Linked DNA regions of Aedes albopictus: region 1 is linked to region 2. The links are chromatin contacts, called in public Hi-C maps. All regions are on one chromosome and are shown on one strand. The core of a region is the stretch at or near the end of the contact, and the rest is flanking DNA. Distances in the headings are between cores, read along the strand shown.

Evidence for each region. A called contact is a pair of places that touch in the nucleus more often than the background predicts.
Region 1: a Hi-C map of embryo shows a contact between it and region 2, with 3 times the contacts expected there. The contact joins the promoter of LOC109427663 here to the promoter of LOC109431456 in region 2.

What each region holds. Positions count from the first base shown.
Region 1 is chr1:162,914,353-162,920,546 of AalbF5, reverse strand. LOC109427663 (pyridoxal-dependent decarboxylase domain-containing protein 1) reads right to left here and starts at 2,283. Exons shown (of 7, transcript XM_019703241.3): 1 at 2,054-2,283; 2 at 1,149-1,982; 3 at 1-5. The coding sequence starts at 2,140. LOC134285244 reads right to left here. Exons shown (of 2, transcript XM_062845716.1): 2 at 4,444-5,301. The coding sequence ends at 5,285.
Region 2 is chr1:162,762,882-162,769,351 of AalbF5, reverse strand. LOC109431456 (ataxin-1) reads right to left here and starts at 1,641. Exons shown (of 7, transcript XM_062845710.1): 1 at 1,503-1,641. It overlaps LOC109427666 (serine/threonine-protein kinase Smg1), which reads left to right. Exons shown (of 9, transcript XM_062845706.1): 4 at 706-3,413; 5 at 3,504-3,906.

The sequences.
Region 1 (6,194 bases), core at 1,034-3,533, 150 kb before region 2:
TTTATCTGAAAAGGGAAAAAGTTCTATGTTTGTAATAAGTTTCTTGTAGTTGGGGCTGTTGAAAGATGAATTTAAAAGCTAATTGCTACACTACAAGCGTGATTTTTACATAGCGGGTGTACTCAGCATATCACGCGACTGCTGCCGGTTTAAGGGAGTTCAAATTCGATGGGAAGTGTAAGAAACTACTGGATTCTGGAAAGATTCTTTCCAGAATACTGAAAGGATTCTTTCCAGAATACTGAAAGGATTCTCTCCAGAATATTGGAAGAATGCTATCTAGAACACTGACAGGAATCTCCCCAGAATACTAAAAGGATTCTCTCCATAATACTGAAAGTATGCTTTCCAGAATCCTGGAAGGATTCTCTCCAGAATCCTGGAAGGATTCTCTCCAGAATCCTGGCAGGGTTCTCTCCAGAATTCTGGGAGGGTTCTCTTCAGAATCCTGGAAGGATTCTCTCCAGAATGCTAGAGGGATGCACTTCAGAATCCTGGAGGCATTCTCTCTAGAATCATGAAGGGGTTCTCTCCATAATCCTGGAGGGATTCTCTCCGGAATACATACTGGAGGGATTCTCTCCAGAATCCTGGAGAGATTCTCTCCAGAATCATGAAGAGATTCTCTCTAGAATTGTGGAAAGATTCTCTCCAGAATCGTGGAAAGATTCTCTCCAAAATCGTGGAAGGATTCTCTCTAATATCCTGGAAGAATCCTGCAAAGGGTTCTCTCTAAATTCGTGAAACAATTATTTCAGATTCTTTGAAGGTTTCTCTCCAGAATCTTAGAAGGGATCTATCTAGAATCCAGTAAAGGTTCTCTCCAGAATATCCTGAGAGGATTTTCTCTAAAATCTTTGGAGAATTTTCTCCAAAATTAACGGAAGATTGTTAGTTCTAATAGGTTTCTATAGAGAATATTAGGAGAAAATTATTTCTAGAACCCTAGGAAGATTATCTGCAGATTATCTCCAGAACTCTATAAGTATTCTTTTCAGAAACCTGGGAGAATTCTCTCCAGAATCCTGAATGAACACTCTCCAGAATCCAGGAAGAATTATCTCCACAATCCTGAGAAGATTCTCTCCAAATTTGCAAATGACCCGCTATAAATACCACATACATAGATGAAAAAATCACAATCTTACCCCAGTCAGCGTTCCTTTGGTGACGGCCAGCGCAGCCAAACAGTGTCCCTGGCAGTGCAGCCACATGTTGTTCAAACTGCAGACCTGCCGAATCACCGTCAGGTTGTCCACCTCGCCGCAAATGGACGATCCCAGATCGGCCATCAAGAACAACGGAATCTTGCCAGCTTCAACGTCGGTGGCCAGCATTTTCTGCAGTTCGGAAGCATCCATCGTCCCGCGCACACCGAACAACGTATTACAAGGCACCACCCGGATATTTGCCGGAGGAAGCCCCACGTAACGGCACGTGTTCTGTAGGGCAAACAGCGAGCTGGTCTCCGAAAGGTAAAGCGTTGCATTCTGCAACTGAGCCAACCGGTTCTCCATCGATTCCGGAAAGCGAGTCGCTATGGCTAGCCTTACGGCGTGCAGAATACATTCCGCGCTGTCCCGATAGTAACCGGTGCTGCAATCCATGTACCGGAACATATGGCTCAGCCAGCGATTGGTATCGGACACAATTTTCGACACGATCCGACTCAGATACTGCCGGTCCAGCGCCGAAAGGTAAGCACCAATCGAATGACTAACCGATGCCAGTTGCGAGGAGTCATCCAGAGGAGGAAGCACAAAATCCGTCTCTTCGTCGATGTCCAGCTGGGATATAAGCGACTCCAGCGAAGTTAGCACTTCCGCCGTTGGTTTCTTATCCGGCTGTAGAAATCCGGGACTCACCGGCAGCTGCGGGAACATCGCATTTTGCTGGTGCTGCTCCAGGGCCACTTTGACGTACTCCAAACGGTTCAGCACCTGCGATGCCTGGGTTTCCAATTCGGCCAGGCTGGATCGAACCTACATTCGGACGAAAAGAAGACAATCCTCCAGAAAGCAAGAAAAAAAAATCGATGACATTTGCAACTTACGTTCGACGCTGGTATTTCGTCCAATTGCGGTTCTCTCATCGTGCTCAGTCCCAACGGCGCACCGGATTCACTTGGCGTCTCGGCCATTCTTCTAATTAAAGGAAAATTTGTGCTTCGAAAGAGGAAAATTTAGCACTTTTCACGCCCCAGAAAATATCACTCGTCAGAAAACACCGAGCAGTCAGCAGAATTTTGCCGTTTGTTATGTGGCAATCTGACACATCACTCGCACTCAACCTTTTCGACGATAGAGTTCTGCGCCAATGGGTAGACTATAACGTTTGACGGCGGTGTATTCGACACAGTTTGAAATAATTGACAAAACATGAGTGCAACTTGCAAACCAAAGTTATAGAATTGCATCGGTCTTTATACTTGCAGCTGGTTGTATTTTTTTTACGTAAAGTTGTGCGTAAAATTCAGAATCTAAAGAAAATTAAAGGCTGATGGCGGCGTTTTCGTCTCATTTTAGGTACCCGGCTCAAGTCTCTTCACATGGTCCCACTTAACACATGCATGCACACGTCGGTTTGTTTACCTATATAATGTAGGTGTGTTAGTGCACGGTGGCGTGACAGCTCTGGCGTCGTCGTCAACTCTGCGAAAGCTTTTCTTTTTGTTTTCAACGTTTTCAAAGGGGGTGGTAGGAGACGCACACTAGCGCAAAGCAGCTGTGTTTGACGTTTTACGGGAAAGCTCGCGGGCGACAGTGGGTGGTTGATCGATGGAAGCTTCGAAAGGGGTGGTAGCTTCTGATGGTCTGGCGCTTGTTCTGGCGGTTTGACTGCGTGAGCGTAAGTGGAAAATGAAAGGATACTGTGTCATGGAATACGCATTTGAGTTTTAAATTATGGAAGTAATTTTATTTTGTTTTTAGGTATTCATTCAATAATTTATTTATTAAGTATTACATATATCGTTATTTTATTACAATTAAGCTGAAGCAACAATTCCTCGCAACAAACCCTCGATTCGTGGCTACAGTCCTCCAACATCGGCTGCGTCCCACATTTGCACGATCATTCTGCCACCTGGTCCGCCCTTCTTGCACGATCCCCTCAGGTCTTCTTGTATCATTCGAATGTCTTGAGAAAACCAGCTTTGCAAAGTTGTTGTCCGACATTCTCACAACATGCCCTGCCCATCGTATCCTTTCAGCTTTTGCGTCCTTCCGGATGCTAGATTCGCCGTAGAATGCAGCGTATTCGTGGGTCATTCTTCGTCGCCACTCACCGTGCTCCTGCATACCGCCAAAGATGGTCCAAAGCACCCGCCGCTCAAACATTTCGAGTGCTTACATGTCCTCCTCAAGCATAGTCCTGGCCTCGTGCCCGTATAGAACGACCGGTCTTATCAGCGTCTTGTACATGGTACATTTGGTGCGAAAGTGAATTTTTTTTCGACCGCAGGTTCTAGTGGAGCCCGACTTCCCCTGATGATGCGCCTCCGTATTTCGCGGCTAACGTTGTTGTCTGCCGTTAATAAGGACCCGATGTAGAGGAAGTCCTCCACCACATCGAAAGTGTCCTGTCTATAGTTCTGCCACCGTTCCAAATGTTCTAGTAATAATGTCCATGTCATCCGCAAAACAGACAAATTGGCCGGATTTTGTGAAAATTGTGCCTCGACTGTTGAGCCCAGCTCGTCACATAACACCTTCCAGGGCGATGTTGAAGAGTAGGCATGAGAGACCATCATCTTTATCGTAGTCACCGGCGAGATTCGAACAAACTAGGCGGATCGCCCAAAACTCTTACACCACAACTTACGCAGCTTCTTACACCGTTCATCGTCGCTTTGATCAATCTAACTAGCTTCCAGGAGAAGCCGTTCTCATCCATGATATTCCATAGCTCTCTGCGGTCGGTACTGTCGTACACCAACTTGAAGTCGATGAACAGGTGGTGTGTTGAGACCTGGTATTCACGGCTTTTTTTTTGAGGATTTGCCATACGGTAAAGATTTATGGCGTGTTTATGGCGATGGAACAAATTTCCCAAATGGAGGAGAACGTGCCTCTGGAGCCGACATACTGATAGCTGATACGGTAAAGATTTAGTCCGTTATCAAGCGGCCGTTGCTCTGATGTTCTCGCACTCCAACTTGTCACCTTTCTTGGAGATGGGGAAAATGACACCTTCCTTCCCATCCCATCCCAACTTTTCCTGGTCCACCTTGATGACTTCAGCTCCGATACCATCCTTACCAGTTTCCTTAACTTCCTGACTCGGTTTTCTTAAATTCCCTCAACGTGGGTGTTTGTTCGTTGTTGTTCCCTGCTAAACTGACTTAGCACTTTCTCCCGTTGCCTTCGTCCTCCATGTCTGCGCTCTCCGCACCATTCAGATATTCGTCGTAGTGCAGCTTCCACCTTTCGATCACCTCACTATTATATCTAGGTATTCTAGTTTAGACGGTTCGGATTATATACCATTCAGAAGACCGAGATGCTTACGATGCACGCTTCAGCAAACAACTGACTTTATTATTTCTGATCGGCTATCTCTAAACGAGTAGTCGTAGGTCACTCATTTCATCACGCTAATAGTGGTCATCACAGTTCTTCCTCCTTAAGATTAAACCAATATACAATAAATTCAGGTCAAATTTAACATTTATGATAATTCACTTCGAAAGCTTAAATATAATCCGACTGAATATAATTCAACTTAATAATACAAATAATTAGAATCTCTTTTGAATCGCTTTGTTCGATGAGACCTCCTGATTCTTGTACCTTCTCGATGACCAACGACTTCATTTCGAATAATTTCTTGCCGCTGTTCGACTTCATTATTATGCGATTGCAGCTCACTGACTTTTCTGAATGAATCACAAGTGCTACTTCCGTTCGATTGCACAAATTCAGTAGAACGCCTTCGATTCGGACACGCGACGATGTCAGAACGCTTCGCCCTCGTGGATGATGCTGGATCATCGGCAACGATCGTCGGAACGGGGTTGTTACTGTTTAAACTCCCGTCTGAAAACGGCAGTAATGGCAAACTACTGCCATGCATGCTCGATTCTAACAAACTACTGTCGGATTGCGCTTGCGGATTAAACAAAAACGAATCTGCTACGAAACCGTATACGTCACTGCTGTCCGGGTCATCACTATCATCACCGTCTTCCTCCCTAGGACGTTTTCTGCTCTCTTTCCAATCGCAAACAAATAAATTGGGCCTTTTGACCTTAAACTTCAACTGTTCGCGATGAGCAGTATACGTCCTACCACCAACAGATATCTGAAATACATTGGGAGAAAGTCGTTTTAAAAATATTGCGTCCAACCATCTTTTCAACTCTGTTGGTTTAAAATTTTTATAATAGATAGGATCGCCAGTGCGTAGTTTCGCAAAATCGTCCTTAAGAAAATAATCAACTCCCGTGTCTTCATTCATCAAACGATATTTCTCGTCAATTTGAGTCGTCAAATGTCTTTTAAAACTATTCTTGGGGTTGACTAAATCTAGTATTGTCTTTGGCTTGAATGTCAAAAGTTTTTCAGAGGGAAACCTGGAATCCTCTGTACAAGTGTTACGATAATTGAACAAAAAGTATGATATTTGGTCTTCAATGTCCATTTTTTTCATTTCGGGATCGAGTAGAAACTTTTTCAAAACTTCCTTAGTAACGCGGACCATTCTTTCCGCCTGACCGTTGCTTTCGGGATGGTACGGTGGGGATTTCATTACCTTGATTCCCTGTTGCTCAAAAAACTCTATTAGATATTTTGAGTTAAACGGCGGACCACCGTCAGTTACAATAACATCAGGTAGACCAAACCTTGCAAACATGGCCAAAAACTTGCCAATGACCTTTTTGGCATCCGTCCCATATTTCATATATTCAACCTCAAGCCACCTTGAATAACTATCGACAATAATCAGGAAAACCTTATGCTGGAAGTAGAAAAAGTCGGCATGAATTCGACTGAAAGGGCGATTTGTAGGAATCCATTTGCTTTGTAACGGCTTGTTTGATGTCACAGCCATTTGGTTACAAACGTAACATGTTCTCACAAAGCGTTCAATATCACCATTTATACCATACCAGTACACTGATCTTCTCGCTAACTGCTTAATCTTTGTGATTCCAGCATGGTTCCTATGAAGCAGTTTTAACACCGATGTTTGCA
Region 2 (6,470 bases), core at 392-2,891:
CTACCCTCTTTCATATGCTGGAAAGCTTGGGGCAAAACAATCACTTTGAAATTTCACACCCTTGGCGTAGAAGTGCGTGGAATGTGTCAAATCCTTTGAACGCGCACTCCCACTCTCACTTTGACGTGGTACTATGGCAGCGCGGTAAGCCTTGACCTTCGTTTAATCAGCTGTCGCCCGTATCGTCTCGGAACTAGAGAGATGGTGCCGCTTGCATAGGAGTAACTATATCCTATAGATTAATCAGGACTGACCTGTAGATCAGTCGTAACCACAAGGTGGTCTCAGGGCTCGGAAATCGGCTACGAAGGTCATGCCGCCGGTGCCCTACAGATGCATGCGGTAGAACTCGACCCTTCAATCAAACAGTTGGCCGCGCGAAAAACTCCCTGGTATGCTGTCGTTGTGGCCTGGCTATGTCGTTGGCAGCCTACTAGGTCGGATCTGAACTCATGGTATGGTATAGGGACTGGGCAAGGCCCAGGGTAGTGCATCCGCCTCCGTTCATAATGTTCCACGTTTTGTCGGGTTTCATGCTGCAGCATAATCGGCTACATCTCAAGATACACGTCATCGAGCTCACCCTCGTCCGGTAACATTGCCTCGAGATTTTGTGCATATGATCATGTTTCCGATCAATCCCAGCCATATCTCATTGCACTACAACGCTACCAATTCTATTCCAAATCATCTTAATATTTTCAGGTCAAAGACTGGATCGCATACGAAAAAACCAGAGACAAAAACGTGATTGACATGTCCCACTGGGAGCTGATCGATTTGGGCACCGATGTGCCCAATAACTTCTCGTGCTACAAAATTCTGTGCGACACGGAAAACACGATTGCTATTTCGTTCCTGAAACAGTTTACCACCAGCCAGGAGGAAACCCTTCGCATCTGCAACGAGGTGATCCACAGTGCCCTGCAGGAGTGTCTTCTGACCAAATCACGGGAACATCTATTCCAGCTGATCATCACAAACCACGTGGGGCACATTGCCACCCTGAACGAGTACACTCTGGACAATTCCAAATCGATTCGCGTGGAGAAGCATTACGGCTCACTGGCCATGATGCGGGTGTTGCATTGGTCGGAGTATTTGGACGCCGGTAAAAACTGCGAACAGCACAATATGGAAATGCGGCTGGATTTGGTCTCGGTGGCTAGGAAGGAGAACAACTTCAGGCTGTGTCAGTATGAGCTGGATATTTTCTACAGAGATTCCAACCTGGCAAGGGAGTTGGGTTTGGTAAAACAGCTAAATGTGGACAAAGCTCAGCAGCACTTGATGGGCGAGAAGGTGGGCTGTGAGGTTTGGGACGCAAGTTTGAGTAGGGCTGTGTATGAACAGTGCAAGTGGATCTACTGTCAACCAGGAAGAAAACAGGAAGCAATTCAGTTCGCGTCCCAAGCGGCTCGGCAGATTTCCGAACACTTGGATGTTCTGGAGGAAAATGCTACAGACGAACTTCGCGAAAGAAAATCTCGCTTTTTACTTACCTTGGCAGATTGGGTACAGAGTGAGGATGCAAAGCTTCTTCAACATGATTCGAGCACGGCTTTGAACGTGTTAATCGCATCCCTGCCGGAAGTGAGACCGACCATCGACGGTCGCATGTTGTCCATCTTCTCTTGCTTGGACATTGTCGTGGGAAAAATTCTACAGGCAAGCACTCAGTCCTGTCCGGAACTGGCCAAAGCTTGGTGCCAGTTTGCTTCCTGGTGCTATCGCTGGGGAAAGAAGATGGTCGAGTTCAACACGGAGGCCAACACAGCTCATAATGTTAACCTGGAGGAAATAAATAAAATCTTACCATCCAATCTGTCAGAAGAAGTTCAGAAATCGATTCTGGTCATCCTCAACCAACACGAGGTGATTTCCGAAGAGGAAGAATTTGGCTTGAACGAAACGAGCTCCACGGATCTCCTGGAGTCGCTGAAGGCAACCGTGCCCGAATTGCAGAACTGTCCTCCGGAGAAGCTTCAGTCGATTGTGGAGATTTGGCGTCAAACTCACAAAACGGTATACGGGTACTACGAGGCGGCTGCTTCGGCTTACTTCCGCTTCCTGGAACTGTCCTCTTCGCTTGAGATGGAAAACGAAAATGGCAATTCGTCGACTGTCACTGCAACGCTCCGTCTACTGCGATTGATCGTGAAACATGCCCTTGGACTAAAAGAAGTTCTAGAACGTGGTCTAGCCAGCACGCCTACTAAGCCATGGCGAGTTATAACTCCACAGCTATTCTCAAGGCTGAATCATCACGAACCTTATGTGAGGAAGCGGGTTTCGGAACTGCTGTGTCGAGTGGCCAAGGATGCACCACAGTTGATTATCTTCCCAGCGGTTGTGGGCTCTGTTCAGGAGAAGAAAGTCGACATAAATGAGCTGAGCGGAGAAAACACCGCGGAATGTGCGCCGAAAGATTCCGGAGATGAAACGTTAGGACTCGTGTATTGCTTCAACGCTCTGTTGGACATTTTGTCCAGGGATGCACCGGAAACCGTTCAACAGGTCAAGGTTTTGGTTCACGAATTGAGACGGATTTCACTTTTGTGGGACGAGTTTTGGGTTATATCGATGCAACAAATCTACTCCGAGTACAACAAAAGTTTCATCAATTTCGAAAATGAACTCACCAAGGTAACGGAAAATGGACAGTTGGACAAGAAACGGGATCTTCTCATAGAGAAGCATAAGCTGTTGCACCGACCTTTGGTATTCGTTCTGGAGCAGCTGTACGAGATGACTTCTCGATCGCCCGAAACAATACACGAGCGTCATTTCCAGGATCGTTTCCTAAAGTACATCAGTTTGATGATCGAAAAACTGAAAGAGCCATTAGACTTCGCTAAGCCTATCCAGGGCTGGACGCAATTCAAGATCCTGTTCGGACAAATGCAACAAAGAGGTCAAAAGCGAACTGCCTTCTCGTTGCGCCTATCTGAAATCAGCCCTGTCCTGGCCAAACTCTCCAACACGGCCATATCCATGCCTGGCATCGAGAGCACCCAAATGCAGCAAATCCTCATCCGCTCCGTGGACAATCTCGTTCAGATCCTTCCAACCAAAACCAAACCGAAAAAGCTCATGTTCTACGGCAACGATGGACGCCGTTACAGTTACCTCTTCAAAGGCCTTGAGGATCTTCATCTGGACGAACGTATCATGCAGTTCCTGTCGATTGCGAACCTCATGATGAAAAAGTCGATCGATTGCAACGGAAACATCACCTACTACCGGGCGGAACATTACTCTGTGATTCCGCTGGGGCCGCGGTCCGGCCTGATCAACTGGGTGGACAACACGGTTCCGATTTTCTCGCTGTACAAAAAGTGGCAACAACGGGAAGCACTGCAGAAAAAGGACAAACCGGGTGTGGTGAATCGACCCTCGGAGCTGTATTATCAGTAAGTATATTACTATGTTCTACAGTTTGGAATACATTATGCATTACAATCATCTCATTTCTAATTCTTTCCAACATCCATCTCCTTCAGGAAACTAACCCCCCTGCTGCAACAGCACGGCATGAAGACCAGCGACAACCGCAAGGATTGGCCCGTGCAAGCGTTGAAACAAGTGCTCAAAGAACTGCAGGAAGAAACGCCTCGCGATTTGCTCGCCAAAGAATTGTGGTGTCACAGTACGACGGCTGCCACCTGGCGGCAAGTGATTCGTAACTATTCGCTCTCGATGGCGGTAATGAGTGTCATCGGTTATATCATAGGCCTGGGGGATCGCCATTTGGACAATGTGCTGGTGAAGTTGGCGTCCGGTGAAATTGTGCATATCGATTACAATGTGTGCTTCGAGAAAGGAAAAACTCTACGGGTTCCGGAGAAGGTGCCCTTCCGGATGACACCGAATCTGGAGGAAGCGCTGGGAGTCACCGGAATTGAGGTAAGTGAATGTTTTTTTCTCCTTCCATGCTTTGATCAAAGTTTTTTCGGATTTATTTTTTAATTGACAATTTCTACCCCTTTTATTGTGCTTTTTTTGCTTGAATTCGTATCAAAAGGCATTAAGGGGTAGTGGGGTTGAGACAAACAGTTCTTTTTAGCTGTGTTCAGTTCAAAACTGCCCTTAAAACAGATTTACGTAGGTATGGCGGTTTTTAACCCGGGAGCGGTCGCATCGTGTACTGAGTACACGCACCATGAAAAATGCACGCATGTGGTACACAGCGTGAGCGCGGTGCCGTTGCAGATAGTCAAAAACGCGACCGCTCGAGGGTTAAGAGCCATGGATCACAAATTCAATAAACTTGAACGAATTTCGTCTTTTGAAAAATTGTTAACAAGATTGAGGACTATCCGATGGTATATACTGACTGATCGTAGTTTTTCAGCTAGTTTTAAGAACATCAAAATGCGACTTCCTAATATACTAATTAATTTTGGATGTATCCGATATATTCATCTGTTTTAAACATATACCTAGGGTAAAAGCACTAGTCTTTGCCCATAATTCTTTGTTCATTCTTTCCTAATTAATTTATTAATTATCGATTTGTGCGGTCCGTGGAAAAGATAACCTCAGAATTTCGAGCTGATCTTCAATTCAGGTTAGTCACTACATCTTCGAGTCTTCTCGTGATGTAGTTGGCAACGCGCCTGTCAGTAAGTAGGAGTCGTGAGTTCGAGTCTCACCGAAAGGACGAGTAACTTTTTCGCAAATTCCATTGCGATGTCCACTTCTCACTAACGCCAGTATTTGTAAAGCCTAGCTTTTGGCATTCCTTCCTCCCTATGTTTTTAGGAAGGTCTTGGTAGATATCAATTATTCATTGTAGTTAAATTCATGATGGTCACTCAGCCGTATTCACTTACAGAATTCATAAATACTTCATCGATTTGCTGCTTTAAACAATGGGTTGTCATTCCACTGTAAACCTCTTATTCCAATAAGTTTTGGCCCACCGATCGTGGAAAGTGCGTGAGTTTCGTCGTCGCGAATTGTTGTGTAAGCATTAGTTGGTTCAGGAAAATCGTGTTCGATCGTGTCGTAAATTTAAGGCTCCATTGAGAATGGCAAATATCCCAGAACTAAAAAAGCACTTTTTCCCAAATTATCAACAAATCAGAGAAAATAAGAATTTCCGATTGTTTATTTAGTCAATTATGAGAATCGGACACGCGGGTTTTGTTCGCTTTTTTGTCATTCTGGAGAAAAGTGCTATTTCAGTTCCGGATAATATGCGATTCTCATTTGAGCCTTAAGATGGCGGATTCGGCAGTTCCGGCGGACAAGTAGTCATAAAGTTTAAAAAATTTAGCGCGGAACAAATGTTTCGATGAGGAGTGATTCTGGAGGAGAAGAATGCAGCTCATGCGGTGATGCTGCAGCATAGAACCCGGCAGAATGTTCCACGAGCCGAAATGTGCAGGGATAAGGACGGGAGCCTCTTTCCGAACGGACGTGAGGTGATCGAAAGCTAGAAGCAGCACTTCGATGGGTATCTGAAAGGTGTGGATAGCGCAGATATGAAGGACCAGCAGTGGAAGAAATGACTACGTCAGTACAGCAAGGAGCATCAACGAGCCAGCCAGCTCAAGAACAATAAGTCAGCTGGGAAGGGCGAGCTGGGAACTCATCAATATCAGCTCGAAAAAGTTGGCCACCTGACTGTTCCGGCCAATAATACGGATTTGGGAGACCGAACAGCTACCGGAGAAGTGGAAAGAAGCGGTCATTTACCCTACCTACAAGAAAAGTGACAAGTTGGAGTGTGAGAACTTTCGAGCGACCACAGTTCTGAATGTCGCCTCCAAATAGCTATCCCTGATTATATTCTTTCATACATATTTCACCTAAGGAGAATGGATTTATGGGTAGTTTTCAAGCCGGCTTGGTCGACGGCCGCTCGACAATGGACCCGATTTTCAGCAGATCCTCCAAAAATACCACGAACATCAGATCCAAATGCGCAACCTGTTTATCGTCCTCAGGGCGTCGTACGACAGTATCGACCACACAGAACTATGGACAAGAGCAACTCCGGGAAGCTACGGGACGGTGTAAAAGAAAATTGCGTAAGGGTTTCGGGTGATCTGCCTAGTTCGTTCGCATAACCGGGAGCTACGACAAGGTGACGGACTCTCATGCCTGGCTGCTCCATATCTGCCTGAAAGGTATTATGCAATCAGCCGGGCTCACCAACCGGGCACGATTTTTTCATGAAATCAGGCCAATTGGGCTGTTTTGCGGATGACTTACTTACTTACCGATCAGGCTAAGGACGGGGTGGCCTCTGCTGTACATAGTAGCCGCCTCCATTCCACTCGGTCCATGGCTGTTTGTCTCCAGTCCCGCACTCTTCGTAGGGTCCGCAGATCGTCCTCCACTTGGTCGACCCACCTAGCTCGCTGAGCTTCACGTCATCTTGTACCGGTCGGATGACTCTCGAGAACCATTTTAGTCGGGTTTCTATCCGCATCCTGATGACGTGACCCGCCCACCGTAGC